Linked DNA regions of Anser cygnoides: region 2 is linked to region 1. The links are chromatin contacts, called in public Hi-C maps. All regions are on one chromosome and are shown on one strand. The core of a region is the stretch at or near the end of the contact, and the rest is flanking DNA. Distances in the headings are between cores, read along the strand shown.

Evidence for each region. A called contact is a pair of places that touch in the nucleus more often than the background predicts.
Region 2: a Hi-C map of fetal liver shows a contact between it and region 1, with 1.9 times the contacts expected there. The contact joins the promoter of TNFRSF19 here to the enhancer-like site in region 1. A contact is called at or near these places in 3 of 7 Hi-C or Micro-C datasets (fetal liver, granulosa cells and liver).

What each region holds. Positions count from the first base shown.
Region 1 is chr1:191,804,323-191,810,703 of Taihu_goose_T2T_genome, reverse strand. It overlaps MIPEP (mitochondrial intermediate peptidase), which reads right to left. Exons shown (of 17, transcript XM_066989764.1): 8 at 6,334-6,381; 9 at 5,655-5,715; 10 at 5,084-5,136. Among named protein-coding and RNA genes, the nearest start is that of MIPEP, 18 kb to the right of the region's middle. Within about 2 kb of position 3,018, at least 1 of the 3 cell types and tissues checked has open chromatin away from gene starts, as enhancers often do. A contact at or near this core is called in fetal liver, where this site is marked.
Region 2 is chr1:191,946,409-191,952,789 of Taihu_goose_T2T_genome, reverse strand. TNFRSF19 (TNF receptor superfamily member 19) reads left to right here and starts at 2,549. Exons shown (of 10, transcript XM_013188218.3): 1 at 2,549-3,072.

The DNA of each region.
Region 1 (6,381 bases), core at 1,769-4,268:
GTTTGAAAGATTTCCTGTTTCTTTTTAAATTTTGCAATATTTTTCCATTTCAGTGTTCAATTTGAACAGAAGTGACAGTTTTCTTACAGATTCCACAAAAGGGTATGAGCTATTTTTCCACACGGTATTCCTTACAGAGAACATTCTTTTGTAAAACCAACAATAATGCAGTGGCAGTTTTTAGTGTATATGCCTTTAGAAAAATCCAGAGCCTTGTTCAGGTACCTTGGTACTACCCCTGCTCCTGAAAAACCAAAGTGCTGTCTGCTCCCCCTCAAGCATGTACAGTCCCAACAAGAACAGAATTATTCCTAGTTTCTGCTGAGCTCATCACCCCAGGATCCAAAATGCCTCTAGTTGCGGTGGTGGATTCTCCTTCCTACCCGGCAGGAAACTGGTTTATTTTGGTATTGATTTGTTCATCCCCAAGGCCAGTCTTAATTTATTTCTGCAGTCCCAAAGCAACGGACCAGCACGGAGTACAATACCCTGCGAACACATCCCAGTTGCTACTTGAATCAAGTCTTTGACAGTTTGGCAAAAATCTCAAAAGTGAATTATAGCCAACCAAGTCAGCCCAGCCTCAGAAGCAACAAAGGTTAGGAAAACAGGAGCCAACACTGAATATTCTAAGCTCACCACTGATGGTTCTTAGGAACAGTTTTGCACCTCTGTCAGAAGCAGCTTAGTACAGCCAGCCCCACCTTCAAGACACACAGCTGACCGTGAAAGCTCTCTTCCACCCCTTTTTTTTTATGACCCTAAAGAAATCAGAAAGGCTACTATATCTGTGCAGGATCACGGCCTTGAGAATTACTTATAACTGCAGTAGCACTTACTGAGAAGTAATGGGATTTAATTAATACTCCGGTACTTGCCTGCGCTAAAACTCAAGGGCAGTATTTTATAATATACATTTTAGACAGACATCTTCTTACTTGTTAGAGGCTGAAGCATGTTCTAGCATTTACTGTTTTATTACACATAGCCTGCCAAAATTCTTGAGGTTCTCCTAATTACTCTATCTGCTTTTAAGATACTACTACCATGGATTTTCAGACTTTTGTCTCCAGTTTCTGTCAAATGTACACTTATACTGACATCTATTTTCTGTGCCACTTAAACTAGAGCTACAAAAACATTGTGCTGCTTTAAGTGTGGGTTTAAAGCCAGAGATGCTACTTAACATAATTTTCCAAAAAAAAAAAAATTGGAAGTAAACTATCCTGTTACCATTAATGGGAGACTTACTCTTTGAAGTGGGATCAAGTTTCCAGGGAAAAGACTTGGTGAAAGCTGACAGAAACAAAATTTTTGTGGATGAGTTTATAGAAAGAAAAACGTGCTTTGTGAGTCAAGTCTGGAGCTCCTCCTGCTGTTCACCCCACAAAACAGCAGGAATATTCCATAAAAAATGAAGGAGTAAGAAGAAAATAGAAGCAAACTGATATGACAGCGAATACTATCAAAATTCAATAGTCCAAGTGCATGTGAATACCCTACATTCTTCAGAAGTAAATATCCAGCTCTTAAAACTACTTCTGAGGAATCTAACAAAGGCTTTGTTTCCTTAAGCCTTTTCTAATGCAGAATAAACATGCTTAGAATAAACTACATATACATACATTTAAAATATACAACATACAGATAAAAAATAAACACATCAGAAAAATATCATGGATTTTAGTGCAATTTGAGAAGAACTGATGTAGCTGACCAAAATCTGGAGAAGAAATAAAAAAATAAAGAAGTAATAGATCATATCATGATCACATTGTCGTCCAGTGTTTCCCCACAACAATTTTGTGTGAAAATATGCTTGTACAGACCAAAATAGGGAACAGTGTAGCTACTTCAACAGACATAGGCACTGTCCCATCTAATATTTCTTTCATCCCTTAGAGGCACATATGTGACACACTAGAATGTTGCAAAGTTACTTAATCAAAAACTAAAATCCCGTAAATCCTTGGCTTTATACCTAGGTTGGTAAAGATAGCCATCTTACATACCCGACGGTATCTAGGAAATTGGTTCCTTACATTAGCTGGAGCCACAATGATAAAAGAAACACCCAAAAGCATGCATTTGCTTCCTTTTAAACAGAAACATTTACTAAGAAAGTCAGAATATAAAATGAAATTCATAGCAATACAAAAATCCACCCCACAAACTACTATGGAGCCCCAAAACATAACAGAGACGAAAATGTAAGCTATGTGCTGCACACAGTACTATTACACACCTGACCATGTCCATTCTGTAAAAGGCACCAAGCTAAAAGTAAATTTCTTAAAAACAGAAACAAACAACAACAAAAAAACACTCAAAGAACAAAATTGTTCATCTACTAAACAAAGAATAACAACAATGGAAGAAATTCATATCAGATAAATCTTGTTTGAAAACATATTTTGTTATTAAGCAAAAAAAATAAGATACAGTAAGTACGTTTAAATAAATTATTTTCTAAATAAATAAAATGAAACATGATACCATTAAAAAAAAATCAAAAAGGATAAATGATTTTCCCAGGGAAAAAAAAAAGGAAATCAATGTTACTCAGAGACATCATTTTGTATTACAAGTTAATTGGCTCGGTTAGAAAGGGAGAGAAACAACAAATAGCCAAATCAAACTCCTGCCAGTAAGAAGCTTTGTGACACACGGTTCTCATCTTGCAGTTCCTGAAGTGTTGGCCTGAAAATACCATAACATCCGAGGGGAATTCAGGAAAGGGTGTCATGAGAGGTAAGCACAAATACAAGACAAACAAGGTGTAAGGTATAAGAAGACACTTAAATAGATCATAAGTTGCAAATAAAACAGGGAAAGGGCACAGATGTGCAACAGCATATTCCTGTCCTCTGGCTGTTGTATGAATAGTCTCCAATTCCTGGCTAGTTTCATTCATAAAGCACAGCTACTGATAATTTGCAACGAAGAACTGAGCTTTCCTGTTAGGGGCTGATTATCTATTAGCCAGTAAGTTAAATATCTACAACAGGGGCAGAATGAACGTGAACCATTGTTAAGACACTGTCAGATCAGAAACTTTTCCTGAACACACAGCACTCAGGTAACAGGACTGTAAAAGACCAAGCTCTTGGTTTTTAGCAAAACACCGCTGCACACGATGGAGAGGAAAAGTGCTTTTCCTTCCCTGACTTGTAGATGCTTGTAACAGCTTCCAGAAAAAAATACTCCTGCCCAACCCAGAGGGAGAAAAAGGCTGGGCCCCAATCCTGCACTGTAATCAGGGAGGAACTACATATGTTTAGGAGATTCTTCACACAGACACAGCTGCCAGACTTGCTGCCTTAATTAATAAAACAGCAAATATACACTACCGATGTCCTGGTTTGTTTAAGCTCAGTTCTCCCTTCGGAAATCTACCAGACTATTCTTGAAATAAAGTAACTTTTACAGAGCTCCATAAGGAAAGGAAATGCTTTTCTTCCTAGTGCCAAAATGGGCAGAATAATCTATTTGTAATCATTGGCAACTCAATTACAAAATGACTAGCTTCATTAGAACATCTGTGAAGGACAGTAAGACAGTAAGAGAAGGTGCTCCTCCCAGGAGGAGAAACAAACTCTGAGACTTCTACACTTAACATCCTAACCTGTACGGGGCACACTAAGTCTAAAGACAGGGAGACACACTGTAGGAACATAGAAAATAAATAGGAAACAAGAAAATAAATTTCACCAACATCCGACAGTAATGGTGAGGACTACGCATCAGAATGTAATTCTTACTTTCTGTTTTGAAGACACCAAACCACCAGGCAAAGACCTGTAAGCTACAAGACAAGACAGTACCTTGAACAAGTGCCACAGTGATCTTCCACAGATCACTATTCCCTGCGAAGAGATTCAGAGCTAGGTGCACCTTGACTCCTCCAGTATGGTCACGATTTTGTTCTCACACTCACAGAACTACATTTGATACCTGTCCAGTTTAAAAGAAAAACTGCCACTTCCCAGACCACACCATCAACAAGCGATCTGCGCGTATGCTGTGGAGTGCTGCATGCTCTAGGATCAGCTCCAGTGAACTAACTCAGAAGCCAAACGTCCCTCACACTCCCCTGCATAGTAAGGTCCATGCATGTTGCAAGGACATGAATGTTGCTGCACATAAATATATCAGCTCCTCTCTGAACGTGTGGTAGCTAAAGACAAATCCAGTATCACACCTGCTGCTCATAAAACTATTGCCTTGGTATCAAAGTACAAGAAAGTTGTGAATCAGCCACGGCAACTGGTGTAAATCCTTCCATAATGCCACGTCTCTACTATCGCAGCTTTCTGATCCAGAGCAAACTTCTTCCTTTATCAGATACTTCCAGACTCAGTTTATTCAAAAAACAAAAACGTACAAATCTGCAGTGAAGGCAAGATTCTTCCTCCTCCTCTTGCAAGAGCAGCACAATTTTAAATTACCTTTTATAACACAAATCTGAAAGGTCACCACTGCTGATCTAATAAACACAACGTGCAGGGTTCGTGCCTTTCAGAGCTGGCATCTCATTACTTGCAAGGACTATTTAAGTTTGTGTTGCAGACTTATTCCCCAATCTTTGCAAGAGAGATGAGAATGAATTCTACCCAAGAAGAGTGAAAATCTACTCAAGTTTCTGTTTGAGGTCTGTAGAAGATGCAAGAAAATAGATGCAAGTTCAGTAAAGAAGTAAATTACAATTATAATATGAAGAGGAGTTGGACTGTATGCTCAGTGATTCAAAATTTATTTTTAAACATAACTACAGCTCAGCCAGGAGCTAAAAGCAAAATGAAAATACGGATTTTCTATCTGTTCTGAAACTGTTTTATCCTCTTGTATCTTCAAAGGCCACTACTTTCCCGCAAAACAACAGAAGAGCCAAAACCTCACAGGCATTCCAACGCTAAGAAATGTTGCAAAGAACTGCCCCGTTGGATATTCTCTATTTATTCATATTAAAGTACATCTTCAAAGAAGGAAATCCTGTTTACATTGAGGACTTTCATTATCCTCAGTGAAATGAATGAAATAAAGACACTCATTTACATTACAATCAGGAACATAAGGAGCTTACCTCTCAGCACGGAGGACGCCACTGTAGTAAGGATGATCCCACGGCATCAATTTCTGAAAGAGGATTCCAGCTTATAATTACAATAATGGACAACAAGTGAACCCGAAGTAAACGTTTTGTTTCCTTTGCATATTTTTGCAGTTTCTACAAGTCACAGAACTTAGAAAAAAAGTGGAAAACATTCAGTGCTAAATTCATCATCAGAAATAACTTCATATTCCACAATTTGAAACCTGTTTTTTTTTTTTATTTGCTTTCAGACCGTATTTCTTATTCAAATATGCAGTGGGACTTTATACCAGATTTCAAGAAAAAAAAGAGTCCACTAATTAATTTTAAAACTAAAAGTATTATCACTTTGTATAAACCAACTGTCATCTTGCACTCAATGGCTGGTTTTAATAGTAATTGCAGCTAAGAAGTCAAAAACCATTTAAAACAAGAAGATGGAAAGTACCTCTTTGCAATTATGCTACATGTTGTAAACTAAAATTGAGCTGATTTTTCATGTAAAACAAGGTTAGCTTCTACTATATTAAAAAAATTCAACGTACATGTAAATTTAACTTACTGAATTCTGGGGATTAAGCTTCATTTTCATCTTTGTCATCATTTCAAAATCTTTTTGAGTTCTGAAAAATATTTTTATGATGAAAGTGATCAGGAAAGATTTTTGAGCAATGGAATACAACATAAAAAAATACGCTGTCCTAACAAAAGCCTATCATCAGAGATTGCTACTATGCTATAAAATGACAGGCCCTTACACTACAGTAAAAGAATTTTCTCCTTTCTGCATCTCTCATTCAGGTACCTTCAATCAAGTCTCTCTTACTCCGGTTGTGCCCATCCCAAGCATTCTCTTTCTGACAATACACCCCATTAATACGCAGTGATGAAACTGTTTTGTGCTGTGTGGAGTTAAGGGAAGGAAGCAGGATAAACAGAAATTTGCTCACAGATGTAAAATATATGGAGTTGTGCATATGGGGAGAACACAAGAGGTGTCCTTCAACACTTAAACTTGTGTGCTGTTGCCTGAATTTCTTGGCACATCACCTGTATTCGGTCTTGGCTGTTCTCTGATCACAAAATTTATTCTAATAGCTCCCCTCAAAGCTCTGAGAAAGTTTTGCTTTTTATTTCATCAGAACACATAATAAGCAGCAATGACTGACTGTCGAGTACACGAGTCCTTATGCTCCTGAATAAAAGTATGCTTACAAAATAACTTAGTGAAAAAGACATACCTTTTAGACAACTGGTCAGAAAGCTTCTCCAGAAACTGTGTTACTGTC
Region 2 (6,381 bases), core at 1,300-3,799, 140 kb before region 1:
AATTTCAGTGATTAAAATCAAGCATTTACTGAGTCGTCTAATGGATTTTTATCAGACCACTTGTGCCTGAATGTTTTGGTAGATTTGTAACCTCAGGAGGAAGCAGGAGCTGATGATCAGATGGTCCAAGTGAGTGTTGTCTTATACAGGTTCTGCTTCTGGCTCGGGTGCTCATCTGCTGCATGCCTTATACGAATCACAATACACATGTTATCCTCATTATACATAAGGTGAAAAGATGATTATCAATCTTTGGGTAAATATTGAATTATATAGACTACTGTTATTTCTACTGCACACTTCTGATCAAATTTTGGAGAAGTCATAGCATGGGAAATAGCAGCTTGATCAGGCTGCCAGGCTCCACAGTGAAAAATAGCGTCATGAATGCAAAAAGCAATGCTTAAGCTTTAGAAGGTTATATTGGTAATAATTAACCTCACTTCTCTTTTTGATATGTACAAAAGAAAGATCAAAGACCTCTACTCGAGACCTTCAGAACTTGCTTTTACTGAAAACCCAGAGAACTAAAAGGTACTTTCTGTGAAGTTTCATTTTTCTTAATGAAAAGCACCTTTGAAATGAACAGAAAAGGGTTATTTCAGTTCTGTACAGCTCACCTGCAAATTTTACTTCAACATAAGCACTTTCAGTTTTATCATGAAAGCAACAAATGGACTGTTATCAAGAAATCTTTCTATGAGTAGGGGGAAGTTGTATGTCAGATGAGTGCAAATTAATGGCAAAATAGAAGTAAGCAGCTTGAATAATTCTCTTTTATTTGAAATAGTTGGAAGTGGGAATTAGAGAAAGACAGAAATTTATGGTTTGTTTACATATTTTCCCAGCCGTGTATTCCTGAAAGTCGATTCATTACCTGCATGGCACTCCTTTGTACCTGCAACATCTCACCTCCATCTCAATTACCTGCGCATCCCCCAGAGGCCTACCTGGATAGCTGATCCAAAACAACACTTAAACCATGTCCAACTAGCAACAAGGCCACATCATATAGCACCGCACAGAAGGATCTCAGAGCTTTTTGGAAGTGATTGCTCTCACTGGGGCTTGCAGTGCATCTGCCCACAGTACATCACGCAGCCAGCAGAAGGCTCCCTCATCTACCAAGTGCAGCAGCACAGCAGCAGAGCAGCAGCAAAGCAGCAGCACCACAGCAGCCTGAAAGTGGAGGGAGGGCTGAGGGCAGCAGGATGCAGCCCCAGACTGTGCAGAGTGGGGCAGGCCTCTTTCTTCAGCCTGCAAACAGGGCGCAGGGTGAGGAATCTCCACCAGACACTTACTTCATCGCTTCCGCACTCGGCTATCCAGCGCCCATTATCTGCTGATGGTTTGCTTTTGCTTTTATCGCTCAAGGCAACCATGTTTCCTCTTTTCACTTTTGCCTTTTAAATGAATTCTCGGTTACTCAGTGTGCAAATATTTGCAGGGATCTACCAATGGCTACCAGTCGACGGCCTCATATCACTTTCATCTCCACATGTGGTATACCCAAAGTGTGGGGTATAGATTTATGGGAACTGCAGTGATATCTTCAGGATGGCTGATTATCCTAAAAGCCGTCCTGCTTGATATTTGTATGCTTTATTAACAGCTGAAGCACAGAGGGTTGAATTAATCTCTGTGCCAAATGCTAGCTTTGCCTCCAATCAGAGAAAATGAAATTCAGTTGTACATTTCTTCAGCTCTTGCTTGAAAATTCTTGCTTGCTTGAAAATTCTCCTGCTTTCTGCGGCTGCACGGGCTCCTCCAACAGTTCTTGAGACCACGAACTGCAGCAGCACAGTGAATGTCTGCCAGTAGCCTTTTATTCCCCCCAAAGCCTCTTTCTGCTGACAGCGTAATGGTGACCACTTCGAATCTATCCCAGCTAAAAAAAAAATGCCCTCACACTAAAGAGCTTCTGAGAGTTACTTACAGCAGCTTTATGGCTCATTTACGTAAAGGAATCATGAGCCACAGATGAATCAGGCCCAAATAAAATGATTTGCAAAGGCCACACATTAAGCAGCAGGGAGGACACAAACCAGGGAGTAAGAGTAAGCTCTATTGTGCTTGCTTTTGCCAATGAAAAGAAAAAAAAAAAAAAAAAAAAAAAAAAAACAGTTGCAGTGCACAAAATGCACCACTTCCTCCTCTCCAAACCTCAATAAAGAGACAAGCAAAAGTAGTTTTCTGTCATCTCTAACAGCTGCCTAGCAAACTGACCTGCATGTCTGACTTCCAGAACTTTATGGAAAATTGTAACTTCCTGTAGCAGGCAAAATTATAAAGCATCTTTTTAAGAAAACCTTATAGCTACACTATTCTCCCTTCTTGGGAGGAAACTTTAATATAATGAAAACTTTGAAGTGAGCCTTGGGTTTGTTACAATGGACTAACCTGATTAGAAATCATGCAAACTCTTGTTGCTCTTTAGCTGTATTCCCCCACAGGCTGTATTATAGCTCTCTAACCAGTCCCACAGCATTGAATGATGTCATGGGATCTGCAGCTCAGTGAGATGAAAGGGATAAAGCGGAACCCGCTGGCACTGGGGAAAGCTTCCAACACACAATCCACAACACAGCTTGGGAACTCAAAAAGCTACAGATCCAGCCACTCAACTCTAAGCATGTCAGAATCGTGTGCATTCTCCCAGCACAAGAAAGAAAAGGGGGGAAAAAAAAAGCCAGTGATCGATTTTTAACAAAAGAACGAGACTACTGAAAGGCAGAATTTAAGAGTACAACTACCTGCTGGAGAAAAAAAGAGCTCTTTTTCCTCTCCAAAGCACTGCCTTTGATGTATGGCAACTGATCACTGATCAGATTACAGGCATTTGGTCTCAGTGCTCGTCTGCCTTTGATCTGCATGGTTAATTTTATTTTCCCGGATTTGGAGTTTCGTCTGGGCTTGTGCTGACATACTTTTTTTTCTTTCTTTCTTTCTTTCTTTTTTTTTCTTTTTTTTTTTTTTTTTTTAAGGAGGTGAAAGCATTTAACACAGAAGCTCTGGCAGTGTGAAATTAAGTTGCAGAAAGTCTGGGCATTGGAAAACTTCATCATATAACAGGTACTGGATTTCGTGGTTTTTTTTTTTTGCAGTTTTGCTTTGCTTTAAGAAATAAGAGTTCACAAACAGTGCTACTGCATGTCATTGTGTGTATATAGTTAGAAAGACTATATATAATTTATGCAGCATTTTTATTTGCAACTCACGCAGAATTATATGAAAATAGAGTACCTAGAATATATAGACAATTAAAAACTGAAACTAAATCGAATTTGTTTCAATATTTGGGGGGGATGTATAATATTTCGGTGTGCACTGCTCCTTCCAACTGTCTGTAGTTCTGTAAAGTGATATTCAAATAGAAGCATTACAGAACTTAGAGGAATGTTTATTTTCTGAGAAAAGACCAGCCATATTTCCTACATTTTGTATATTTATTTGCTTTCAGTGTGTTTATTAAAGCCTGCCTTCTTCAAGCAACACTTTTAATCCCACTAGTTGCATACTTGAGATGAAAAGGCGTCCTCTTGCACAAGTTATTAGAACTACATTTATAAATATCACATCCTTATATACAGAAGAGATTTTTTTTTTTTATTTTAACTAGATGTTAGTTCAACTATCAAATATGAAAAGAAATCTTGATAATAACATTAACATTTTAACTTGATGATAGAAGTTTCCTGTAAGGAATTTTAATAAGGATATTAAAGAAATCTCTAGCTTATCTAGAACAAACACCTGGTTTTGCTGAATTCCATGGAAGCTTTGCTACTATTTCAGTGAAGCAATTTCTCTTCACAATATTTTATATTCTGTTCCTCAAATTCATATATTTGAATATGTAATGTTTAAGAAAATCAAAGACATCTACTCCAGAAATTCACTCTAAAGAATCATTAGAAGAGTTAGGATTATTCATTATACTTCAGCACTTTTAAAGGGTCAGACTTTTTTATGAATTTGGGCCAAATCTGTGAGTGTTCTGTGCCTGTAGCTGAAGCCAGGCTCTTAAAATAAGACTCAATCCTCTTCTGTAGGTTTTTTAAGATAATTTAGATTTTCAGAAGAACTTAGAACACATAACTGGGGCGAGACCTGCAAAGAAGTTCAATATTCCAGACACTGAGCTCTTTGAAAATCGAGCCTTAATGATGGACAATGAGTTCTTCTGAAATACTGACTTTAAATAACTATGCTTAAATCTAAATTTAGGTATATGCACATTTTAAGCACATCTACTTATTAATAAATTGCAGCTAAAAGACAGCAAAACTGATAGCTGCTAAGCATTGCCAGGACTCTGTTCCTTAGGACATCTACCAATCCAGGACCCTCAAGATGTTCATATTTCATGATACAATATAGTAACATGGAAAACCAAATTTTAGCAGTCTGCTTGCATCTGAATAAGATCATCAGCACTTCCAGATGAATATAGTCAGCTTTCATTAGTCAGTCTGCAAACTTTGTTTCATTCTAATTAAAAGTATGTTTGTATATATAAATTTAAAATTTACTGAATATCAAGAGATAACATGCCAGACACAGATTAACTAGGCCTGACTTGGTATCATTTACTTTTCTTTACCACCAATTAATTCATATTCTGACTTAACAAGTCAATTATATTATAAGGAAAGTAATTAGCTCTGCATGAATAATGTGTGTATAGCTGTCAAGGAAGAATATTGTCGAAGGCATAGCCAAAGCAAAATTTAGAATTTTTCTTTAAATAACAATGATGTATTGAAGGATGTTTCTGTAGCTCTGAAAAGATGGATTTATTTGCTAACTGTATTAACTAAATCTATACTTCACTGATGAGCCAATCTTCCCTTGATTGTTGCTGGTTTTCTGACATGTACATTTATTTTCTGAGGAAAATTGTTTTTAAACCATACCTGTATCTGCTGTAAAGTAGAAAGAGAAGCAAAGAAAAAAATAGTGTGAGGATTCTTTTAGTTCTCTTCAGAAGTCAAAATAGCTGAGCCAAGTACATTTAAAATGTCACTGTAAGGATCTGACCCTACAATCACAGAAATGAGTAAAGATGCTCACAGAAGTAACACTGCTAATCAGATAGGTTACACTGTCAAGGAGGACTTAAATATATAAATATTTGCAATACTCAGGTCTTAAAACTGCAGTTAGGAAATAAAGATTTCTTCATTATGTAAAAAGTCCCTAGGATTTTAGGTAATCTTCCCATTTATTTAAACACAGATGGGCGTTAACCGGTTTAAACTGAAAAATATCTTTGTCTGTATGTGAGGCAAATAAAAGCACAGTTGGACATACGGGGGGAGGCAGAGGATTTTCAGCATTTTTGTTTTTTCAAAAAGCAGTTCTCTGACAGTTTAATTTTTCATTGATCTGACTTTTAACGATTAAGTAATAATAATTCTTGGCGCTTATGACTTTGGGTTTACAAAGTGCTGTATAAACACTAATTAATCCTCGGGCTTAAGTTTTCAGAAAGAAAAAGTTCAAAGCAAATCAGACTAGGAAACTCACAAGTATATCATTTATTTATTAAAATAGCTTGAGCAATTTCTGATTATAAATAGAGCCATTTCCAAACAGCGTGTCTTAGATAACATCATAAACATATTTTAAGATTTGTAATAGTTAAGACTATCAAAAGACATTGTACAGATATACTGACATCAGTTTCCAACAGCTGTCATAACAAGAGTAGATCTATCTCACAGTTGACTGGGGGAACTGTGTTAGCATTTGAGATATGGAGATAACAACTTCCTATTGCTGTACAATTTCTGCTTCCACATCAGATATGTCACGCAACTCAGTCTTATCAAAGGGGTCAGCTGAAACTACTTTCCAAATAGTTCTTGTCTGCTTTCCCGGCTGTAGAGACAATCTCTGTTCTTGCATCTACACTAGTTGCTGTAACAGTTCTCTGTCTTCCATTTCCTTTGAAGAAATATCATGACTCAAAACAAAAGAAAGCCTGCAATTTTCAACATCTCTCAATGATTAATGTAATTAACTCGATCATTTTACATGTACATGCTCCAACAGGGACTGAAACACATTTCAATGTTATAGACTCTCATGTTGCTCTTAATTCACAGGAACAGTAAACCCCTGTGTGATGAGACAGTCTTAGTGTTTCTTCATATGGTAGTCCTCAGTGCTTAGTCAATGCTTTAAGAACTCCGGGATGTTTTAATACACTTGTCTAAATATATTACTTTAAAACGAGTATCTGAAACACAAAGTGACTCCACTAAGACCTCATGCAATACATTTTACAGGTGTCTACACAAAACATGACATTCAAAACAGTTGTCTGTAAATAGCAAGAGGATGTAGAACGCTCAGTGCTGTGCAGCAGCTGCCATG